Regions from separate parts of the Mus musculus genome. Here regions 2 and 3 are each linked to region 1. The links are chromatin contacts, called in public Micro-C maps. All regions are on one chromosome and are shown on one strand. The core of a region is the stretch at or near the end of the contact, and the rest is flanking DNA. Distances in the headings are between cores, read along the strand shown. Region 1 holds the start of Prkg2 (protein kinase, cGMP-dependent, type II). Region 2 holds the start of A930011G23Rik (RIKEN cDNA A930011G23 gene). Region 3 holds the start of Fgf5 (fibroblast growth factor 5).

The links. Hi-C and Micro-C count contacts between places; a contact is called where the count stands out from the background.
Region 2: a contact with region 1 is called in a Micro-C map of embryonic stem cells, with 4 times the contacts expected there. The contact joins the promoter of A930011G23Rik here to the promoter of Prkg2 in region 1. A contact is called at or near these places in 3 of 39 promoter capture datasets (hippocampal neurons and liver) and 5 of 484 Hi-C or Micro-C datasets (all in embryonic stem cells).
Region 3: a contact with region 1 is called in a Micro-C map of embryonic stem cells, with 5 times the contacts expected there. The contact joins the promoter of Fgf5 here to the promoter of Prkg2 in region 1. A contact is called at or near these places in 2 of 39 promoter capture datasets (embryonic stem cells and hippocampal neurons) and 3 of 484 Hi-C or Micro-C datasets (all in embryonic stem cells).

Annotation. Positions count from the first base shown.
Region 1 is chr5:99,035,606-99,038,384 of GRCm38.p6, forward strand. It overlaps Prkg2 (protein kinase, cGMP-dependent, type II), which reads right to left and starts at 1,474. Exons shown (of 19, transcript NM_008926.4): 1 at 1,318-1,474.
Region 2 is chr5:99,727,326-99,730,469 of GRCm38.p6, forward strand. It overlaps A930011G23Rik (RIKEN cDNA A930011G23 gene), which reads right to left and starts at 1,735. Exons shown (of 4, transcript NR_030692.1): 1 at 1,419-1,735.
Region 3 is chr5:98,252,782-98,255,733 of GRCm38.p6, forward strand. Fgf5 (fibroblast growth factor 5) reads left to right here and starts at 1,403. Exons shown (of 3, transcript NM_010203.5): 1 at 1,403-1,979. The coding sequence starts at 1,631.

The DNA.
Region 1 (2,779 bases), core at 224-2,723:
TCCCAGATGTGTCAAAGGAAGGGAGATCAGAGGGAAAAGCACAGAAGAGGTTAGCCATTTCAGTAGACTGAAGAAAAAAGTCCTCATTTAAAAGTCCCATGGAAAGAGCTGAAGCCAGAGTTTGGATGGTATTAAAGAGGTATGCAGAGAATTTTTACAATAGTAGAAATAAGAGTACTGATAAGCCCAAGAAAGCGAGCCGAGGAAACTGGAGAAAATGAAAACATAGGAAAAGGGGATAATTGGGAAACAGGGAGAAATCAGACAACAGGAGACTACAGGGCTCGGCCAACAGGCAGGCAGCATGTGCCTTCTTTCCCTGTGATGAGAATTCTCACTTGCATCCTGTGAAGACAGAGGCCCAGAGTCAAGGACTGTTAAAAGCTGGGTTCACAGGTACCACCTTTGCAATTTGTTTATTCTTAGTTACGGCCTGTTGCGAAGGAGAGTCCAGTCTAGTTTTTCAGAGGGAATTCTTCACTTCATCACCTCACTAGCCCGGTGTGCAAAACGCAACAGGAGCCTGAGTAGCAGCTGTTGTCTACTCTGTGGGATGATCGCCTTCTTTGTGAGCTAAATAGAAACTTGCAAAGATGAGAAACGGTTTCTAAGGCGCTTGTGCGTATGGGGGTGTGGCAGGGAGCAGGTGGATGTTGCATTCTCTTTAAGGAAAATAAAAGCCCCTTTCCTATTGAACTTTGGAAACAAGCATGCTAAAAGCTAGGGTCATCCTTTCTCATGGGCCGCTGAGCTGGTTCTGTTCTCAGCTCTGGCCTCCCTGCTCTGCCTACGTGCTCAGCTCTCCTACTTACACTTGAAACCTATTTCTTTTTTTCTCTCTCTCTCATTTCCAAAGTGGCTCTTTGCTTAGCGTTTCTTTGCTCTCTTTGCTTCTTCACGAAGATGTGCAGAACTGTGCAAGCGCCTCGGGGTGCTGAGTGACAAGAAGACACCCAAACAAGTTTACAAGCACTTGTAAAAGTCCTTGCAGGAGTCTTGTGTGCCCAATCAGCTATTCAGACATTGGAGAACTAAGCCAGGACGGCACACCGTGACAGCGCCCCTGAGCCCCCAGCCCCAGAAGAGCCCAAAGGACGCTGCAGCCACACTGCGCTCTAAACCCAACTGCTGTATGGAGCCACCCTCGCCACAAGGAGAGAAGGAAACGCGTCCACATGTCCGCATGCAAGCAGCAAGAGAGACGGGCTGGGTGTGGGAGAAGTGCCCACCGCGCAACGCACGCCCAGTGGCACCCGCGTGTCCCCACTCCCGTCCCTGGTCGCGAGCCCCACGGGTGCCCGAGCCCCCCAGCCTCACCAGGCCGCCGGGTAACTTTCCAGGTGCGCAGCTCGTCCCCTCCGCGCGGCCGCAGCGTCTTGGCGTCCTCCGCCACGCCGCCCCTCTGCGGCCCCGGCCGGGCTCAGCTCAGCTCTGCCCCGCCGCGCCGTGCGCACTGTGCCGGGTCCGGGCTGCTGGCGGGCGCCGCCGCTCGCGCTGCGTGGGAGCCGGGACGCGGCGGGCGCGCTGCGGGAGGGAGCTGCGGCGACGTGGGTGCTGCCGCCTGGCTGCTCTGCGGGGGCCGCCGCGAGAAGGAGGCGCGCCGGAGGGAGGAGGGAGCTCAGCGGAGAGGAGGGACGGAGGAGGGCGGGGGTCAGCCCGGCGTGGCGTGGGAGAGCCCGGAGCCCGCTTCCTTGAAGGTGGGGTCACCCGCGCCGGCGCGAACCTGTACTCCGGAGCCGGCCTGCGGCGACGGCGACAGTCTGCACTTTATACCCCGAACCTCCGGCGTGAGGCAACTTAAGTAGGGCGATAACATCGTGGATGCAAGCGGGTGGTTGGTTGTGTTATTATTTTTATTTCAAGTGTGTGGGCCGAGGGAGAGGAAAGTTGAGGGGGGTATTCATCATCGCCTTCCCTCCCCACCCTTGTGCCTCCAGCCTGCTTCACTGTGGGCTCTTGCTCTCCCTTGCTGGGTCTCTCTCCATTCTGCCTTCCCTTCCAGAGCGCAAAGGGACAGGCGCACACACCCTGGCCATGCTCTCTGGTGTCACAGAGGTGCCCTTCTACATGACACGTGACCCAAGGGCTGCTTGGCCCGCGTGCTCTTCTAGGACTCTGGAACCTTAACTCGCATCTAGTCAGTTCACTGAATGTGATGCATGCTGGGGACAGTGGCTAAACCGAGTTTCAAGGGACAGGAATTAATACCTCCTGATTCTGTGAGACTTTAGCATGAGCCTCTCTTGGTTATTCAAGCAGGTAATTTAATACTCTCCTGTGGCCTTTTAGACACAGTATTCCGAGGTGTGCGTTATGGTTTTTCTAAATATAAATGGATATACTCGCCCACCGCAGTATGCTATGCTCTGGTAGTGTGCTCTCCCGTAGTGAGTTCCTGTTTCTTCATCCTCCCAGAGGAATGTCTGTGGCAGATTCACAAGGACAAGGGCAGTTTCTCTGCACAGTGAGAGGTACAGTGAGGGTCTATTCTTCAGTTTGTATCCAGAGAACGTGAGACCGCGACTCCCTAGGGGTATCAAACATCCGGTAGGCCACGGGGTTTCCTGCAACTCCAGCATGCACTATTACATACATAACCCCACATAGAATGAGGCCTGTGTACACTTGTTGAATGGGTTCATTAAGCCTCAGAGGACGAAGAGCGGTTGTTTGTTTTTCTATTAACTGGACAAAATTAAGGCCAGGTACTTTTTCTCAAATCCGTACATTTCACGTTGGCTAACCAGAGATGGTGAGATGAAGAACTCCAAAGAAATGG
Region 2 (3,144 bases), core at 485-2,984, 690 kb after region 1:
AGGGGCACCACTTGTCTCCAGCTCAGCCTCCTACCATGTGGCTGCCTAACGTGCCCTCTAAAAGACTGCGAGGGAGGGAGATGGCTAAGGCCGTGGCTGCAAACCTGGAAAACCTTGCCTGTCTGGGCTCTTCAGCCTTTAGGTCTCAGCTTTCACCAGAGCAGGCATTTCCATCTGTCTTTGCCCGCTCTACACTCCTATCCCCAAACTCCTGCTTACCACTCACCACTGGAATCTCCCTGCTTACAAATAAGTAAATACTTGCTGTCCCATAGCAGATTATGGCCTGGACCACTTGAGCTGTAAAATCACAGGAAATAGTTCCACGTGACTTCGGATAAAACAAAAACAAAAAAACAAAAACAAAAAAAAACCTAGGATAGCAATGGTGAAGGGCGTCCAAGAGGCAGCTGAGGAAGGCTCTAAGAGTTTAGGTCCTAAACAATTCCTTGCTGAAGGAACCCACTGCATGACTGAGAGAAGAAACCCATGTCTATATCTCTGCCAGCCTGGAAACTGCCGACTGAAGGCCAAGGCAGCTCAGGGAAACCTCAGACTGCCAGGATGGTTATGAGACAGTGGTGGTGGCAAGGCTAGTTGACATGGCCAGAGTCAGCCCTCTGGTCCTGACCTGCTTGTCAGGTAGTCTGTAGGAGAGGGCGGGGGATTGAGGGGGGCGAGGTAAGAGACAGTGGGTACTCTGTTCTGACTGTAGAGTGTGAAGGGTCATACAACCCAGAACTGTCCGTACTGAGTGGCCCATATGGGTCTCATATTAAACGCTGATGCTGCCATTTCCCCAGAGGATCAGCCAGCCAGTCAGCCAGCTGCTAGCAAAGCCGCTTGCAGCAGGGTCGCTGCTACCTCGGGGAGGTGTGAGCAATTAGGTGTGCCTGCCTTCAGAAGGCGCGATGTGGTTAGTCTCACCTCACACCCCTCCCCTTCCCCGGCGTACCTCCCACCAGAAGAAACGAGTTAACTTATACGGAGTTTATCGCCTCGCTGGAGGTTGGGGGAAGGGAGTGGTTAGAGCAAGCACGACAGTGGGAACCTTGTTGACTGACAGATTGTTTCTGCTAATCATTTAGGCTAGCCATGGTAGACAGCGGAAGGATGAGCAGGCAACAGCTCATCTTCAAATGTGCCTGGCTTGTTAGGCAAGGGATAACTCGCAAAACTCGCGATTCACAAACATGTTCACCTATCAACTAGGAAAGAGAAAAAAAAAAAACAAAACACGCAACGCGGTCTGGGGAGACCAGAATTCAAGCCCGGCGGCTTCCATCTCCCCTTCCCCGGCCCCGCCCCAGAAGTCCTCCAGGTGAGGCGCACTTGCCAAGTGGTGGGGACCCTAGGGGCGGGTCAGGACTGTTAGCTGTCGCCCACAGCCACCTCTGCAGGACACACCCTCTACCTACCTCCAGCACGGGAGAGGCGCCCTTGCTCGGCAGCGTGCAGCCCAGGAGCGCCGCGAGAAACTTTGCCATATACGAGCAGGGAGGCAGGGTCCCCCTCGCGCTCGCCGCCTCTGTCCTCGACCCGTGCCAGAGCTGGGGTGGGCAGGGCGGACCCAAGCTCGTGGACCCGGGTGGGGGCGGGGATCCGCCCGCCAAGGTCGTCCCGTCGGGGGTCTCTGGGCCTGCAGGGAGCTCGTCGCTGCCACTCGGGAGGTGCCCGGGTGAGAGGAGCAGACAGCCGCGGGCGCCCCTGCCTCCGCGCTGCGGGAGCCCGGGCTGCGTTAGCCTCACCAGCTGAATGTCACTAGCGCCGTAGTAAAGGGAAGGGCCCCGCCGAGGGGGTGTCGGGAGGGCCAACGGCGCACGACCTGCGGCGGCGCTGGGGCAAGGGCGGCGGGGAGCTCAGAGCAGCGACAGCCCAGCCCGCCCAAGGGTAGAGTGCAGGCGACGCCTCAAGTGAGAGCCTAAGCCGGCGACCGGGGGGGGGGGTGGGGGGGGGTGGGGGGGAGGCGGGGGGGGCACGCTGAGAGCTAGCGGCCAAGGCGGGAGGGGCTGTTCACCCAGGTGACCCACTTCCCTAGTTTCTGCCCGATTTGCGACAATGCAGGTGGGAGAGGAGGGAGCCCAGGTCCACAGACATTTGGCGAGTTACCACGACAGAACTCGAGCTACCCGCAAGGGCTCCCCAATGGCACGTGCCAGCCCCACCCTTCCAGTAGGAAAGGAGGTGGTTCCAAACCCAGGATTAAGAACCCTGCTCCTGCCACACGTGAGCCCCTGACACTGGGTGGGATCTGCACCAGTAAACACTAAAGAGGAGGAGAGGGCGATCGCTCTCTCCTTGGCCTGCCTCCCAGCCAGGACGGCCCAGGATGGGCAAGGCTGGAACCTGAACACTGCGACACACACGCAGATGCGGCCTGTTGTGCGGTCCAAGAACTGGACCTGGCAGAATTCTCTTTGACTCAAGACACGGGGCCAGCATTGCACTCGGTCTAGTTTTACTGCTCACAGCTGTGGCTCTCACTTAGTGTACTATGGGTGGTCTCTGAAGCTTGTTTAAAATGAGAAGTCCTGAGCTGCAATAAGTGCGGGGATACTTCAGCATCTGCTCCATCATTAGTTACTCCCAGACTCCTCTGCACGTGGTGTCAGGCTGTGGTTTGGAAAAGAAAAAAAAAAAAAAAAAAAAAAAAAAAAAAAAAAAAACACTGCCCAACTGTGCCAATGTCAGAGGTTCAGAAAGGACAACAGGGGCCCTTGAGTAAAAAAGTTAAGTCCCCTGATTTTATATAAAAGTACTAGACCAGGAAAGTCTTTGGTTCTCAAGCTCTTTTCGGGACCCTGGGGCAACAGTGACCAGACTGTAGATGCTTACTGGCTGGGGTGACTAGAAAATGGACATTTGGGTGCAAAGTGGTGAATATGTGAGGCTAGACTTTTCTGTCAATCCACAACTCTCACTGGCATAACAGAAGTACAAGGATGAATCTTTTAAAATACTGGAATTGGCTTGTTGATCCACCAGCACTTTCAACTATTGAAACCTCTCCAGATTCTCTCCCTCCTGGGAGCTCAGAGAATTTTGAAGACCCATGGTTGAAACTATATTCCGAACTTAAAGAAGCTAATGCCCTTGATTTTCTTAATGAATTAGGTGATTCAGTGCACAAAGCTTTCTACAAGA
Region 3 (2,952 bases), core at 153-2,652, 780 kb before region 1:
CCCTTTGGAAGGAAACTGGTGTTGTTCTCAAAGTTCAGTGCTGTCCTGTGAGAGATTTGTGCTGTGGTGCACACCAGGGGCACCGAGCCTCAGGTCACAATCTTTTGTGTTGGATATTCCTTTTACTCCCTTTGGCGATTTCCTGTGTTGATCAGGTGACTGGCTATCAGCTGCCTTGTCCCCAATCCACGGAAGATTTGCAATTCTGAAAACAAATCTACATCTGTTTTATAGGTTTTCACTATGAAGATAGGAAGCCTGAAGCAGATACTCAGTAATTAATAAAGTCATGTCTTAACATCTCGCATGATTGATGCGAGTTGACCCCATTGGGCGGCTTCATTGACTTTTCATTTTAAGTGACCAATGAGTGATATATCATAGTGTAGTTTAAAGTTTCAAATATGTTTTCAGACAGAAATATTCCAAGAATGCAAGTCAGGTATATTTCTCAGATAAATAACAGCCCCAGCATTACGTACGGGGAAATTCTTCCTTCTCAGGTTTCCCTAGGTTGAGATTCAGGGGCCTGTCATTAATCATTCATTAGGGTCGGTCCTCCAGTCAATGGAAGTTGAAGAGAGCTGTTGGCTAACTCCTCCAGGCAACGGATCATGGGGTCAGAGAGGACAACTGGGCAGTCCTGGTGTTCAGACTCAATTCATCCTTGCCTGGAGTTCAAGTGTGTCTGGTGTGTGTGTGTGTGTGTGTGTGTGTGTGTGTGTGTGTGTATGTTCGAGGGCGTTCACCTGTTCCAACACAGACATGGGTTTTCCTGAAGAAAAAGCTGGACACGTCGTGCATCCACAGAGTTTCTTAGAGGGCAGCCTGAGACCTGGCATAACAATTCAGGGTGGCTCTCTAGTGGAGAAATAAACGCACACCTTAGTTCTTTAATAAATCAATAACAGCGAGAAACCAGTCTTCTCTCCCACCCTGGGCCACCCCAAAACCTTCCCAAGTTCTGCTGCCAATCAGTTTTTGGTTCCCTTCGGAAAGTGGTTCCCAGGCTCCAGATGGCAGGGGCCAGCAACCTGGAATGCGGGTGCTGGGTAAAGAGTGAGTTGGCTGGGACACATGTGACCACAGAGGACGGGAACCCATGCCCACGTTGCCGTCCGTCCGTGCCCCTTGCGTGGAGAGCAGCGCGCGCGGAGCCGATTCCGGAGCCGCTGGCTCGGGCAGGGGGTGGGGTGACTGGGTGGCTCTTGACAACCGCTGGGTTGCATGACCCGTGCACGGTCGCAGCCAGCGTCCCGGGGGCAGCTTCTGAGGGCGAGACACCTCCTCCCACTCCCGGGATCGCATCTCCCTCCTCCTTCACACCCCCGCCCCCGGGACCGCGGCGCTCCCTCCCCGTACCGGCCGTGAGTACACAAAGCGGCGGGTGAGGGGAAGCTTCGCAGGCGTGCACGGAGCAGTGAGATCACTGGCGTTATAAATATCCCGGTGCCAGCGCCGAGATCCGCTCGGGTGGCCTCTCTCTCTCCCCCTCTCCCTCTCCCTTCCCCGAGGCTATGTCCACCCTGTGCGGCGAGGGAGGCAGCGCCAGAGGCACGCAGCCGCGCGGGGGCTACGGAGCCCGGAGCCAGCCCTGCAAGATGCACTTAGGACCCCCGCGGCCGGAAGAATGAGCCTGTCCTTGCTCTTCCTCATCTTCTGCAGCCACCTGATCCACAGCGCTTGGGCTCACGGGGAGAAGCGTCTCACTCCCGAAGGGCAACCCGCGCCTCCTAGGAACCCGGGAGACTCCAGCGGCAGCCGGGGCAGAAGTAGCGCGACGTTTTCTTCGTCTTCTGCCTCCTCACCAGTCGCAGCTTCTCCGGGCAGCCAAGGAAGCGGCTCGGAACATAGCAGTTTCCAGTGGAGCCCTTCGGGGCGCCGGACCGGCAGCCTGTACTGCAGAGTGGGCATCGGTTTCCATCTGCAGATCTACCCGGATGGCAAAGTCAATGGCTCCCACGAAGCCAGTGTGTTAAGTAAGTTGCTCACTCTCCAACAAAACCTGTTCTGGGAGGGACGGTCAAGATTCCTTTGGGCCACAGGCACCTCTAGGAGCCCTAGCGTCTGGGACTCTGCTGGTTCTGGAAAGAGTCCGGTAGGGTTTCGTGGAGATGCGTCTACTCAGAGCGAGCAGACGCACCCTTCTGTCTTGGGTAGTAAGCATGGGTAAGCCCAGGTGAGGTTACCGAGGTGAGACAGGCAGCTCTTTTCCAGAATGCCCGGGCCGAAAAGACTAGCCACCCACTCTAGCTGGAGAAGAAAAAAAAATAATAATAATAATGAAAGAAGTAACAATCTTTCTCCTGGTACAATTTCTTTCTACTTATGAACTAGAACCGCATTTTTCTTTAAGCGTTAAGTATATCTCTATTCCCTGTACATAATTTACGTTTATGAAAAGAACCCATCTGAGTACTTCCATTCTCCAACTACAAATATCCTATATATCCCATATTATGTTTGTTTATTAATATCTCTATGTAACTCCGAATGCTTAGGTATCTTTCACACGAATACATACATATGTAGATACATACATGCGTACATAAGCGCGCGCGCACACCAACTACACAGGTCTACGTAGAATTTACGTGTACATGCGTTTTGGAAGGGCAAAGTTCTGCTTGCAAGAAAGCAACATGATCTGGAAAACCGGACAGACAGTATTATGACTAAGTCCGGTGCTGAGTTTAACAACATTTAGTAGGCTGAGACCCTGACAATGTTAACCTTTGGTTTCCAGGGACAGATGGAGTAAAGTTCTTAATTTTAAAAGAATTACAGATGAGGTTGGAAATGGTTGTAAATTGAGCATAACTTAAAAAAAAAAAACATCAACCACCCAACCTGAAATTTTTCTGAGTTCTCTCTTTCTCCTTTCCTCTTCGCTTCCACCCCCACCCGCGTTTTCTCCATTCCATCTGCTTTTCTGGACCACCACGTTAATCA